Linked DNA regions of Sus scrofa: regions 1, 2 and 3 are each linked to region 4. Evidence: chromatin contacts called from public HiChIP or PLAC-seq and promoter capture Hi-C data. All regions are on one chromosome and are shown on one strand. Each heading gives the region's core, a stretch centred on a gene start, on an enhancer-like site or on the middle of the called end of the contact. The rest is flanking DNA. Distances are from core to core; before and after follow the strand shown. Region 1 holds the start of RBCK1 (ranBP-type and C3HC4-type zinc finger-containing protein 1). Region 2 holds the start of TBC1D20 (TBC1 domain family member 20). Region 3 holds the start of TRIB3 (tribbles homolog 3). Region 4 holds the start of SRXN1 (sulfiredoxin-1).

Region 1 (3,207 bases), core at 229-2,728, 220 kb after region 4:
GATTCGGCAGTGAACAAAATAATAAGGGTCCCTCTCATGGGTCTCCCAGCCCAGTAAGCAATTAACAAATTGAAGAAGGAAATGAACAGGGTGAGGAGATCCGGGAAGGCCTCTAGGAGGAGGTGACACTGAAGCTCAGACGGAAAGGAGGAGAAGCTGGATATTCGAAGACCTAGTTGGGGAAAAGCGTTCCAGGTGGAGAGAAAGGGAAAGGTCTTGAGCAAGAAATGGGTGGATTAGAACAGAAGCCCTGGGGCTCCAGCAGAATAAGAGGGGAAATGGGAGGACCCTGAGGTCAATGAAGCTAGCAGGCCTGTGGGCTATCCAAAGGCCCTGGGCCTTGTCCTAAGAACAAAGGAACACAGGGGGGTACATGAGCAGGACGGTCACATGACCTAACTTAAGTTCTACCACAGTGAGCAGAGGGGGCCAGAGAGGAGGCAAGGACCCCCAGTATTCAGGTAATAGAAGTCTGTTCCCCACAGCAGGGGAGGTCTCCTGTCTCCTCGGATAACTCCCCACTCCCTTCTCAGCATAGCTGGCCCAGGAGGCCTCAAGAGGCATCAAATAAATGAATGACAAGATGCCTCCGGAAGCAACCGGGCCCCAAGGGAGGAAAGAGAGGGGCAAGAGGGCAATGGGAGGGGAGGTTTAATGCCCTTCTGAGCAGGGGAGGCCTGGTCCTGGCAGGGCCCCCCTCCCACCCAAAGTTTCTCAGTCGCCTCCAGCCTGTGCCCACCTTTCTTGATCTTCTCGTCCATCTCGCGTGATTGTGCCCATCCCCCCCAGGCGGGGGCTGCAGCTCCGGGGAAATGCTGTCCCTGGGTCACCTGGTAGAGGACAGGCCACCACGAGCAACTCAGCTCCGGCCGGTGGCCTCTGGCGCGGTCCGAGCTTTCTTTGTGCTTCGGTGTCCCCGGGGCCAGTCGGGTAGCATCACTCTACCCGAAGGCTGGGGATGGGGGCCTGGGATAGAGAACCGGCCGGGTGCCCCCGAGTGGGAGGTGAAATGGCAGAGGCACCAGGCTGAGCCTGCAAAGGGCGACAGAAGAAACAGGCCAGGCCCGGCGGGGTAGGAGCGACGCCGCACAGCCCGGGTGCTAGCCGTCCCCGGAGAAGAGCCCCTTTTCCCTGCTGGGACCAGGAGCGCCCCCCGGCGCCCGGGATTTTAGCCCAACTCCCTCCCCTCCGGGCGGCTCCTGTCAGTCAGGAGAGAGAGCGGAGCCGCCTCAACGGAAAAGAAAGTGAAAGTGGCAGCCCCGGAAGTGCCTCGGAAGCTTGTCTCGGGACCCGCGCCCCTTCGCCCCGCGACCGCCCGCTGGCCACCCAGCAGCTGCTTCCGCCTGGGACACAACCGTCCGGAGCGCTCCGTCCCGCGAGGCCCGGCATTCCCACTCCCCTCCCGGGCGAACTCGGACCCCGTGACCCTCACTCACCCGCGCAGCCGCGCTGGCATCCCTGCGGGAGGGGCGGGGCGGGGCCGAGGGCGGGAGGGGGCGGGGATTGGGCGGAGGGCCGGTGGGGCGGGGCGCCGAGGCCGCCCCTGTGCAGCCCCGCTGCCACCACATTTGTGCGCGGGAAGATCCTCGCTTCTTTTGCAGGAGAAATAAAAATTCTGTTGGTTTCTGACCTGCCTGGGGCCAGGAAACTGAATTTCAATCCAGGTCGGATGGGCTCAGAATCCCACCCTTAGGCAGCCGAACACCGCTTCTCGGCGGTTACTCTCCACCCTTTGATTAGGCCACTAATGAAGTTTGCATTCGCTGAGCACAGCTGGAAGCTCTTTGCATCCTCCAGTCTCCCCGCGCCGAAACTTTTCCCCACCTCTCATCAGCAGATCCTATGGCTTGGCCTGGAGAACAGATCCAAAATCTGTCACCTCTCATCTCCTCCAGGTCCCATCCCACTCCATCTCCATCCTTCTCGTCAGGTGTCCTGCACCAGCCTCCTCATTAGGATCCTTGCTTCCCCTTTTGGCCACTACAGTCTATTTTATACCCAGGTGCCAGAGGTCTTGTTAGACTGTAAATCAAACTATGCCACTCCTCAAAACACTCCCAGTAGCTCCCATCTCAAAAGTAAAGCCGAGGTCCTCCCAAGGCCTACAACCTGCCCCTGCTGCTTCTCTGACTACTCTCCTCTTGGCGCACTCCACTCAAGCCCCACTGGCCTCTAGGTCCTGGAACAAAGCAGATACACTCCCACTTCAGGTTCTTTGCACTTGCCATAGCCCAAATATCTTCATGGTTTTTTCTTGCCCTTTATTGTGTGTGTGTGGTGGTGCCCAAGGGCATGTGGAAGTTCCTGGGATAGAATGCACACCACAGCAGAGTGACAATGGCAGATTCACCTTTTTACGCAAAAGTCTTCCCTATCCACTCTGAGATTTCACACACACACACACACACACACACACACACACACACACACACATCTAGTCTGGTTTTTTGTTTGTTTTTTGGGTTTTTTTGCTCTTTAGGGCAGCACATGCGGCATATGGAAGTTCCCAGGCTAGGGGTTGAATGGGAGCTGCAGCTGCTGGCCTACACCACAGATCAGGGCAACACCTGATCCCTTAACCCACTGAGCGAGGCCAGGAATCTAACCTGAATCTTCATAGATCCTTTTTGGGTTCATTATTGTTGAGCCATAACGGGAACTCCATCCAATATTTTATTTTATTATTATTATTTGCTTGTTAGGGCCACACCCATGGCATATGGAGGTTCCCAGGCTAGGGGTCCAATTGGAGCTGTAGCTGCTGGCCTGCACCACAGCTCACAGCAATGCCAGATCCTTAACCCACTGATTAAGGTCAGGGATCGAACCTGCGTCCTCATGAATGCTAGTCAGATTCGTTAACCACTGAGCCACGATGGCCACTCCTCCATCCAGTATTTTATAGTCTCTTTCCAGGCTTCACTTTTTCCCAAAGCATGTGTTACTATTTTAACAACATATTTTACTTCTTTATCTTTTTTTGTCTGTTTCCCTCCTCTAGAGGGTGGAGACTTTTGCCTGTTTTGCTCATTGCTGTGTCCTGGTGTCTAGACCAGGACCCAACATAAAACAGGTGCTCAAGGATTATGCTAAATGAATGAAAGAATCTCAGACTTTCATCTAGGACCACTTATCTCTTGCCTGAAATATGTTCCAAAGGACAGAGGTTCTCAGCCTGAGCTATACAGTTTGAATTACATGGGGAAC
Region 2 (3,569 bases), core at 323-2,822, 180 kb after region 4:
CCCCACCCACACACAAAATCAGTTTTTAAAGACAGTGAGGGAAGAGTATTGCATTGCAGGGTTCACAATCAGCTTGTGTACATTCTCCTGACTGGTTAGTGGTGAGGTAATTGAGAGTCAACATCAACCTTCTGTTTCCAACCAATCTAGGGTCTCCGTGCTTGTGGGCTTCTTCTCCGTGCTTCTTCCTCCTAATGGGGGTTTCAGTATCTGCAAAACAACCCAAAGGATATGGCTCAGAAATATTATCTATAGCCCTTGAGGAGGAGCTAAAAGTCCTTCACTTTGTTCAATGGCTAAACTATTATTATTTTTGTCTTATTTGACTATTTTCCTTTATTTTTACATTTTCTCACTTTTCTTATTATATTTATTCTTTGGAACTCAGGGAAGGCTTGGGAGGCTAAAGTCTCCCTCCAGGCAAGAGGCAGACAGGGGCCCTGGGGAGGGGAGGGTGTGGGGCAAGGGAGGTTCTGTCCTGGGAAGGCCCCATAGGGTCCTGCTCAGTTACAGTACCAAAAAGTGATTGTTAAAATTTACTAGATTTCTGAATGGGATTGTAAAATTTGTCAGTTGAAATTAAGGAAAAACTCGACTTGGGGATTTCTAATTTTAATAAATTGAACAAATTAACTTCAGAGTCTTTTCTGCTCATGAAAGCTACCCCAAGGACCCAAGGACCTTTTTAAAAAAGACTTACTATCTGATGGCGGACCACGGAACCCGAATTGGGCAGGATGGGTATGAAATCAAGAGGGGTCAGCAGTAATGGATTCCATGGGTTAGAGGCCTCGGAATAAAGAATTACTGTTCAGGGTCATCGGGCAACTAGAATCATGAAAATTTCCGTGGGGAGGGGAGGGGTGCCTAGCATTGGAGATTTCAGAGGCGGGGCAGCCTCTGGCCACAAAAATAGGGGTTTGACGGAGTGAATGGGTGGCCTATATAAGGGAGAGAAGAGAAAGGATTGTCACTGGAGACGGAGAAGGATGGCAAAGACTTGACAGGACAGATGGGCATTTTGGATGAATGGCCAGTTTTGTACAACTGAAAGGGAATACTGGCTATGTGAACAGCGGCTCCTGGCATTGTGCTGTGCCCAACCTGCATAACCATAAGCGATGGTTCTGCTAAACCCTGAAGTCACCAAGTACGATGATGGGAGTACCTGTGGGGAAACGAGACTGGAAGTAAAATTCTTGGTAAGCAAAAGATACAGCGAAAAATTGTAGTTACTATATGCTTGGTACTGCTCTAAGCACTTTCCCAAGACCTCTTGTAAGTTCAGGGGCTTATCATCAGTTCCATTTTATAGATAAGGAAAACGAAACAAATGATAAAATCTCCTGAACACATTGTTCGAGGGCGCCACACTCCAAGAAGTTGAGCTGGAACTAACTCTGAGGGGTGTGCTCCCTGCGCGCTTCCGCTCGCCGCTCAGGGCGCCTGCGTGCGGGTCCCGGCGACCGCGGCCCTCCCCGCCGCCACCCGCCCCAGCGCAGCGGATGGTCACGTGCCGGCACGGGGCGGGGCCCGCGCGGGGACGCCTGCGCGCCGCGGGCTGACCAAGCCGAGCTTGGCCCGCGGAGCCGGCGCCGAATCCCGCGGCCTCAGCTGCAGCCGCGCCTTCTCTCTGCTCCGCCACCAGCCGGGGCTCGGGCCGGTGCCCGGGCCCCCGGGACATGGCCCTCCGGAGTGCGCAGGGTGACGGCCCCACGTCTCCTCGCTGGGACGGCGGCGCGGAGAAGGCAGGTACGGAAGCCGACGGGGAGCCGGGGAGCGGCCTGCGAGGACAGCCGCAGGGGCAGGGGACGGCTGCCGGAGGAGCGGGCCGAGGCGCGGGCGGCACCCGAGGGGACCGCGGGATGGGGGCCCCGAGACGAGCGCGCGGGGTGCGCCCGGGGCCGCGGCCGGGGTCGGGACAGTGAGGGAGGAAAAGGCGGACGGCCTGGGTCACGTCTGAAGGGGAAGAGAGCCTGGCATTGGGAGTCAGAGGATACTGAGGCGACCCGACGAACCCTGGCGGCAGACTCGGGTCCCCCGTGGGAAGGACGAGGCGGGGGCCCCGAGTCCGGCCTCGTCACATCTGGAGAGGAGAACTGGCTGTCCCTGAGAGCCGAGGCCAAGCCTCGTCCCCGGCCGGCCGAGACTGTCGGGCCACGTCTGCAGGTTCCCCGGGCCGCCTCCCTAGTGGTCAGGCCGGTTTCCCAAACTTCAGGTCTGGATCGACACGGCCTCCCTGGACCACAGATTTCTTTTCATTACCACGAAATTCACTCTTTAAAGTGTCCAGTGCAGTGGTCCTTAGTACACTGGCAAGGTGGTGCAACCATCGCACTGTCTTAATTCCACAGCATTTCTAATTCCAAAAAGAAAAGCCATCAGTCCCCATAGCCCATTCTCCACAGCTCCTGGCAGCCACCAGTCTATTTTCTGTCTCAATCTTGTGCCACCTCTTGTAATGTTATCTAATTGTGTGAAGAACAATTCTATTTTTTGTAATGTCTTACACTAAACAGTAATTTCCATGAAATCATGGTTTCTCTGGGCACTGTATTTTCCATTATGTTTTCCATACTGTTAATACAGGACAGTTCAAATTATTGTTTCCTCTTTACCAAGCAAAATACCCTTTTTTCCCCTCCCTGGGTTGGACTAAGGTCATTTTCCCACTTTTCCGTCTTTTCGTGGAAAAGATAATAGAACCAACCACATATTCAGCCCATGGTTTGATGAAGCACCAGGTATTCACATTTTGTCTCTGGGTTCATTCTGTTATCCCTCTTTTCTCCTGTTCTAATCCTGCATGGAAATGGGCTCACTCCTCATATTACTTCTCTGGGTCCTTTGGCCTTGTAACCCTTTGCTGGTGTTGTGTGACATCTGTCCTCATGGCATAATAGTCATTGCCCCAAGTGGTATGAGTCTTGTGACCTGTTGTAGTGTAAACCCTGTGCCTAGGCTGTGAGGCTTTTCCCCCTAGTTTCCTTGATTTTGCTTCTCTGGCTAAATGAGAGGAATTTAGAGATGAGAAGGGGTTTTCTTGTTTGTTTTTGTTTTGGGTTTTGTTTTGTTTTGTTTTGTTTTTTGCTTTTTAGGGCCACACTCTCGGCATATGGAGGTTCCCAGGCTAGGAGTCTAATCAGAGCTGTAGCTACCGGCCTACACCGCAGCCACAGCCACAGCCACCCAGGATCTGAGCCTCGTCTGTGACCTACATCACAGCTCACGGCAATGCCAGATGCTTAACCCCCTGAGCGAGGCCAGGGTCGAACCCGCAACCTCATGGTTCCTAGTTGGATTCGTTTCTGCTGCACCACAGCAGGAACTCCTTGTTCGTTCTTGCTTTGTCTTTAATCATGCTGGAGAAATGGCGAAGTTACTAACACTATAAACTCTCCTCTGTAAAGGTTATGATCAGATTGGTTACTCTCTAGAACATTTTTCTGCATTTTGGGGGTAAGGCAGTCTTTCTTCATGTGTTCTTGTCTTTATTTCTTAGGTAGTTAATGAATCTCTGCTGATTTGGGTACTGTTTGTTGAAACTAATTAGGACCTCCAAAACAGTT
Region 3 (3,521 bases), core at 635-3,134, 240 kb after region 4:
CTGGAAGGACTCAGACTAAATTGGCCACAGTAGCTTCTGGCCTCCTGGGAGATCCCAGGAGAGGAAGGGATTTGGTAGGGAGGCAAGGGAATTTTGAATTTCAGTATTATTATTATTGTTATTATTAATAGCTGAATATGCTGACGTGCCACCCTTGGGAGTCTCAGAAATCTCTCCAGGGATAAGGCTAGGATGACACTTCTCACTGCAATGGCTCTTTGGAAAGTAAAATGATTCCTGGCTGTGTGGATGCTTTGTGCCCTGCAACCCACCCCTACGCACCCCACCTCCTCCTGTGGCCACCTCAGCACCCTAGGCTGCTTTGGATTTATCCGGGGCTCAGAGTCTGGTACCACCTGGGAGAAGCTCCACTGGACAGGTGGGGTAACTGAGTCTATAGATAAGCAAGGGAAATTTGCAGGTCATGAGGCAAGACTAGAATCTCTGCAGCAGGATGCAGGCATCCGCTAGTATCAATCTCTTGCTGTTCTCTGACGCTCTCTGGAGAACAAGGGCGGGTCATACCAACCGCATATAACTCACATGACTCAGGGCAGACAGGTGTACACACGCCCCTCAGAAACACTGTCCAATCCAGCCAGTCAAGGCACACATGCAGGTCAGAGAGGGGTGCACACATCATTAAGTGACACACATCTCGCCCTCCAAGGGCAGATGTGCATACACAAGCCAGCAAAGCTCTCATAACTATGTACTCACGACTGCGGGACAGTTACCAAGGCCACACGCTTCGTCTGACCCTCCCTCCCCGCCACGACCCCAGCGCGAAAGAAGTAGGTGGCCTCGCCCCGGCCTGGGCAGCTGGGCTAGTCTCGTGGGAGCGGAAGCGGCGAGCGTCCCGGGGCAGAAGGTTCAGCGGGAGCCGAGGGTCGGCGGCGGGGCAGGGACCGGGCAAAGGGAAGGCGACTGGGCCCCGGGTCTGGGGTAAGAGGCCTCGCTCCACCCTCACCCCAGAATCCAGGTACAACACACACAGTCGGCAGGAACGGAATACGCACGCACCGTACAGCGTGTGAACCAGGGCCTCCAGGCGGAGCGTACCTGCGAGCCACGCCCGCACGCCGCGCGCCGGCAGCCCTTGACCCTGCGCCTGCCCCGCTGGCGAGCACCCCGGCCGGTCTCCGCACAACTCCGCCAGCACCTGCCGCGGGCGCCCAGGAGACACGGCCTCATCAGGACCCCACTGGCCCACGCGGACTCAGATCCGCACCGGCACACCCCACAGTTACAGAGGCCCCCTGGCCGCCAGGGACCCCACAGACTTCCCCGCACCCAACCACACAGCTCCCCAGCCCGCCCCACACTCCAGCAAACGCAGACACTACACACCCCTGCGGGGGCGGCGTGGGGCCAACACAGTCCCCACTCCCTCCGTCCCGGCGACACGCTGCCACGCCCCGCTGGGGCGCACCCTCGCGCCCGCCCGCGTCGGCTGCACTCGGCGACCCTACGCCCCGCGGGGCCGCGTCACCGGGTCCGAGCGGGAACACTCAGCCCAGATCGCCCCCCGGACCGGACGGAGGCTCCGGGTCGCCCCTCTATCCACCACCTCCCGCTCCCGCCAGGTACCTTGCCCTCGCCAGCGGCGGGGTCCTGGTGCCGGCCAAGCTCAAGAGTCGCCAGGCACCCACGATGGCCCAGGCCGCTCGGCCCCGGCTGAGGTCGGCTCCGGATGGGGCTCTGGCCCGGGTCCCCAGCAGCCGGAATGTGTGCCGAGTCGCCGCCGCTTCCGCCGCGAGTGTCTCGGGAGCGCAGGGAGCCGGGCTTCAACTCCGGCCCGGGTGATGTAAACCTGAGCTAATCAGCCGCCGCCTGATGCCCTCCGGCGGGGGATTGCACCATCCCCTGCGCCCCGCCCCCTGAGGTCCCCGCTAGAGCGCGCCCCGCCCCGCTCCTCGTGTGTGGTCCGCAGGCGAGCCACCGACTTTCCCTTTCACCTTGGAAACAGCATTTTGCCTTTCTGGGCCTCAGTTTTCCCACCTGTGAAACGGAAGAACATCCTACCTTCTCAGGATGGGCCTGAAGAGAAAAAGAACAGTGATAGTTTCCTGCGTGCTTCCCGGGTTATAAAGCACTTTCCCGCCATTGTTTCATTGCAGTATAGGAGAACCTTGGGCGGGCAGAAAGCTCCATTCTCCCCATTCTACTAAGGAGCAGCCTGAGGCCCAGCTACAGGGTGGGGGGGTAGCTCTGCAAAGGCCGTGGATTTAGGAGCTCAATAGAACAATTGTTGTGCCCCGGGGAGAACTAGGGTGGGGTAGCCTTCACAGCATGCATATAATAGAGGCACTTCAGCCGTGTAGTTAAGAAAAGTGGGCCAAAGCGTGCCCACTGTGTTACCTGAGGAAATAGATTGAATAAATTAACACATGTTAAACGCTTAGAGCTGTGCCGCCCGGCACCTGGTAGATACTAAAGGAGTGGAAACTGGAGGCTCAAGGAGAGCCGGCACCTATAACAGGAATTGCACGCTTGGCCTGGGAAGCCCTGGTGCCACTAGCTGTTTGGAGAAGCATCCCTGTGCAGCCCCAAGGGTCCAATTCCCTTTAGGCCTTGATGTCTGAGTTCACCAGTGTCAAAAAATAACTCCACCAGACAGAGGTTAAGGGAAGGTGGGTGGAGTTAGCTTTGTTTCCCCGGTTGCAGAACCTTAGGGATCAGCTCCTCTGAGTGTGTGTGTGTGTGTGTGTCAGAGCCCTAGAGCATACCAGGAGGTTCTGGGATTTGATTTAACCCTGGAGACTCCCCCAGCCTGGAGCGATGAATGAACTCATTTTCTACACCAGGAGCTAGACTGACTGGGCTCTCCTACAGCCATAAGAGGCAAAGAAAGGCAGGATGTTGTCTCTCCAGGGCCTCACTGAAGCAAGACTGTGCTGGGTTGACTTATGCATTCTTAACTGCTTCATGTTGTGTCAGACCCTGTTCTAATTGCTGGATGACAGTGGTGACAAGCTTGACTCACCCCCATCCTCAGGGATCTTATAAATCAGTGGGGAGACAGAGCACTCTCAAGAAAATAAAATCAGTAGGCCCAGATAATTTCAAATAGATGATGTGTCATATATTTTCTTGAATAAATAGCATAGATTTATTCTCTATAAGATATGGCTGGGAAGTAGCTATTTTCAGCAGGGCTTATCAGGAAGGTGATGTTTAAACTAAGATCTTAAGGAAGAGGAGTGAGGAGTGCAAAGACATGAAGGGAGGAGTTCCTGTTGTGGCTCAGCAGTAATGAACATGACTAGTATCCATGAGGACCTGGGTTTGATCCCTGGCCTCACTCAGTGGGTTAAGAATCCAGCGTTGCCATGCGCTGTGGTATAGATCGCTGACACAGCGCAGATCTGGTGTTGCTGTGGCTGTGGTGTAGGCTGGCAGCTGCTGCTCCGATTCGACCCTTAGCCTGGGAACCTCCCTCTGCTGTGGGTGTGGCCCTACAAAGAAAAAAAAAAAAAAGAAAAGATTTGAAGGGATACAGAGGAAAAAGTAAGTGAAAG
Region 4 (3,320 bases), core at 441-2,940:
CCATGACTAGACTGGAAAAGGCCATGAAGCTTCTGTCAGGTTCTCTTGGGACACTGGTTCTTGGAAGCCAGCTGCCATGCTATGAGGAAGCCCAGGCCGCAGGGAGGCGTTCTGGCTGACAGGTGGTATGGCCCAAGGAATGTGTAGGGAAATCACCTCCAGATGAGTCCAGCTCCAGCCATCAGGTCACCCCTGGATGTTGAGTCACCTCCCCACTGATGGCCCAGACACTGCTGAGAAGGGACAACCAGTCCCCACTTTGCCGTGCCTGATTTCTTGACCCACAAAATCTGTGAGGATTATAAAATGGTTGTCTTATGTTGCTACATTTCCAAGAGGTTTGTGCTACAGTGATAATAACTAGAACAGCTCCCAAATAAAGTACCCGCATACAAGTCCCAGACTTGGGATCTACTTCTGGGAGAATCCAAACTAAAACAAAAGGATATTGCATAGATCCTAGAATGTCTCCAGCTTCCAGTCCCAAACTTACATTAGCCCCAGAGAAAGGTACCTCACCTTAATCTCAACAGGAGGCTTAAGTCTCCATCCTGACATTGTTCAGCTACTTCTTCACCAGCCTTGGATATGCCTACCTCCAGACATCTTAATTATGTGAAAATACAAATCTTCTTAACGCTTATAGCCATTCTGAGTTGAGTCACAGGTATCTCAACATACAAACCAACAGTGGGTACAGAACACACTCTGAAGTCAGGCTGCTAGGATTCAAACCCTGGTCGAGCCACTTACTAGCTCATTACCTTAGGCAAGTCTCTCTCTCTCTCTCTCTCTCTTTTTTTTTTTTTTTTTTTTTTTTGTCTTTTTGCCATTTCTTGGGCCCCTCTCAAGGCATATGGAGGTTCCCAGGCTAGGGGTCGAATCAGAGCCGTAGCCACCGGCCTACGCCAGAGCCACAGCAACGCGGGATCCGAGCCATGTCTGCAACCCACACCACAGCTCACGGCAACGAGGATCCTTAACCCACTGAGCAAGGCCAGGGATCGAACCTGCAATCTCATGGCTCCTAGTCGGATTCGTTAACCACTGAGTCACGACAGGAACTCCCTGGGCAAGTCTCTTAAACCAAGCTGTGCCTCAGTTTCCCCCGTCTGCAAAATAGGAGTTAATCATACCTAGTTTGCAGACTTGTTTTGAGGTTTAAATAAACTAATGTACATGCAAAGTGTTTAAGACAGTGCCCGACACAGCACCAGATTCGTCAGACTCGTAATATTACTGTTGTTGGTAGGTATTATTATTACTTCTACCGCTATTACCGCTAAGGCTCCAAAGGCTGGGCTGCCAAGAGCGAGGTTTTGCCAACTCACTCTCGCCGGGCAGATCTGGCCCCTTCCACGCCGCGTCCCCGCCCCCGCCTCCCGCGGACCTGAGTCACCCCGGTGTGTGACGCACAGCCATCGGCGCCCCTCCCGCCCCACGACCTGCAGACTCACCCTGAGTCAGCCTGCCCGGACGCTTCCACTCCCGGGACGCCGAGCGGAAGAGGAGAAGCGGTGCGGCGCCCCCCAGCGGAGAGCCGGAGCCCCGCGTGCATCCCGCGGCGCCGGGCGAGTGGAGCCGAGGTCCCGCGGGGACGCGCGGGGGATGGGCCGGACCACTGCGGGGCCGGGGGAGAGAGACGCACTGGCCGGGCCCCCCGCCGCCTGCGCAGAATGGTACGGCCCGGCCGGGGTTAAAGCCCTTGGGAGGAGGTGCGTCTAGTGGCGGCGGCGGTAGCGACGGCGGCGAGATGGGACTGCGTGCGGAGGAGCGCTGGGCAGGGCCGGGATGGGCCGGGGGTCGCCCGAGGGACCTGGGCCGAGCGGCAGCGCGCAGGGCGGCAGCATCCACTCGGGTTGTATCGCCGCGGTGCACAACGTGCCGCTGAGCGTGCTCATCCGGCCGCTGCCGTCTGTGCTGGACCCGGCCAAGGTGCAGAGCCTCGTGGACACGATCCGGGTGAGGCCCTGGGGGAAGCTGGCAGCTGGGAGGGCTTCAGAGGAGGGAGGATGCGCCGGACGCCAGACGGGACTGGTTCAGTCTCCCCCGCAGCTCAGCATTTGCTGTGTGACCTTGAGCAAGCTGCTGGGCCTCTCTGGACCTCTGTTTCCTCTTTGAGCAAGGAGATTGGAGGAGAGAATAAAAATAACAATCTCTGACTCCTATCAAGATGGTATTTGAAATGGCCCAGGAGCTCTTTTAAGTGCTTAGCTTCTTCATGCCAATCCTGAGAGGTTCTTTTACAGACGAGGAAATAAGGCACAAGAGGATTCAAGCAACTTGTCCAAGGTCAGGCATTTAAGAAAGTGGTACAGCCTGGCCACAGTGCCCAGCTGCATGGCCACCACATTATCCTAAGATAAGATGTGTGGTCACTTCTGGCTGTGGCAGTGGGACTGGGGTGGGGGTGGGGTCCTGTCTGCAGAGAGGGCCTTGTTTGAACTGGAACTGGGAGAGGAACAGGTCAGCCACAGCTCAGAGAGGATGCTGGAGAAGGCTGGTGTGATCCTGGCAGGAATGAGAGGGGAGGGAGGGGCCATAGGTGTCCTGCATGACATCTTGTCCCCCTCCCCCAGACCCTTGGAGGGTGGCCATGTGAGACCCTGAGGCCCCACCAGACACCTCTCCTGCTTCCAGGCATGTCTTTCAGTCCTAGACTTTGCACTGCTGGTAGTTCCTCCTGCCTGGAACTGCTTCCCAGAGAGCCTGCTGCCCCTCTGGGGTTAGGTCCCTGCCTCCCTGTTCTGTGGCTCCCCCCTTAACCCGAGGTATTTCTCCTTGCAGGGTTTGTGTCCCGCTGAGTTATTTTATACATTTGTTTGGGTTTTATTGTCCCTCCTCCCCACCTCGTGTGAACTCCATAGAAGCAGAGACTTGGTCCTATCTTGCTCTTTCCGTGACATGAACACGGTGCCTGGCTGTTGTTGAAGGATCTGGCCCTGTGTGCTCTCTCCCACCACTGGGCCTTTGCACAGACTTTCCACCCCACCCCACCCCTGGAAAACTCTTTCGTGTCTTTTTTACTCTTTCTAATCCTCCTTGGTCTTCGGGTCAGTATCTTCCCTGACAGCCCCTACTGGGTTTGGGGCCTCCCATGGGCCCCCAGCCATCTGCATGCCTACCAGCAAACCTTTGATCCCACTGGGTTGTAATGGCCCCAGCCACCTGTCTTCTAGGCCAGAAACATATGCTCTGTGAGGGCAAGACCCTGGCTTGCCTTTGCTCACCATCTGCATTCCTTTTCTATAGCTACTGTAACAAATTACCAGAAACTTAGTGACTTAAAATAAAGACAGATTGTATTACTTTATAGTTCT

Evidence for each region. Promoter capture Hi-C pulls out the DNA fragments that hold promoters and counts their contacts. HiChIP or PLAC-seq counts read pairs in DNA pulled down with a chosen protein or histone mark.
Region 1: an H3K27ac HiChIP or PLAC-seq map of alveolar macrophages shows a contact between it and region 4. The contact joins the promoter of RBCK1 here to the promoter of SRXN1 in region 4. A contact is called at or near these places in 1 of 5 promoter capture datasets (liver) and 1 of 2 datasets of contacts at active chromatin or transcription factors (alveolar macrophages).
Region 2: an H3K27ac HiChIP or PLAC-seq map of alveolar macrophages shows a contact between it and region 4. The contact joins the promoter of TBC1D20 here to the promoter of SRXN1 in region 4. A contact is called at or near these places in 1 of 47 Hi-C or Micro-C datasets (embryonic fibroblasts) and 1 of 2 datasets of contacts at active chromatin or transcription factors (alveolar macrophages).
Region 3: a promoter capture Hi-C map of fetal liver shows a contact between it and region 4, with 4 times the contacts expected there. The contact joins the promoter of TRIB3 here to the promoter of SRXN1 in region 4. A contact is called at or near these places in 2 of 5 promoter capture datasets (fetal liver and liver), 5 of 47 Hi-C or Micro-C datasets (fetal liver, fibroblasts, liver and 1 more) and 1 of 2 datasets of contacts at active chromatin or transcription factors (alveolar macrophages).

Annotation. Positions count from the first base shown.
Region 1 is chr17:34,799,750-34,802,956 of Sscrofa11.1, forward strand. It overlaps RBCK1 (ranBP-type and C3HC4-type zinc finger-containing protein 1), which reads right to left and starts at 1,479. Exons shown (of 13, transcript XM_021078286.1): 1 at 1,437-1,479; 2 at 740-830. The coding sequence starts at 761.
Region 2 is chr17:34,758,807-34,762,375 of Sscrofa11.1, forward strand. TBC1D20 (TBC1 domain family member 20) reads left to right here and starts at 1,573. Exons shown (of 8, transcript NM_001244620.1): 1 at 1,573-1,752. The coding sequence starts at 1,683.
Region 3 is chr17:34,817,708-34,821,228 of Sscrofa11.1, forward strand. TRIB3 (tribbles homolog 3) reads right to left here and starts at 1,885. Exons shown (of 4, transcript XM_013983169.2): 1 at 1,591-1,885.
Region 4 is chr17:34,580,687-34,584,006 of Sscrofa11.1, forward strand. SRXN1 (sulfiredoxin-1) reads left to right here and starts at 1,691. Exons shown (of 2, transcript XM_003134361.4): 1 at 1,691-1,962. The coding sequence starts at 1,792. It overlaps LOC106506648 (a long non-coding RNA gene), which reads right to left and starts at 1,677. Exons shown (of 3, transcript XR_002339912.1): 1 at 1,458-1,677.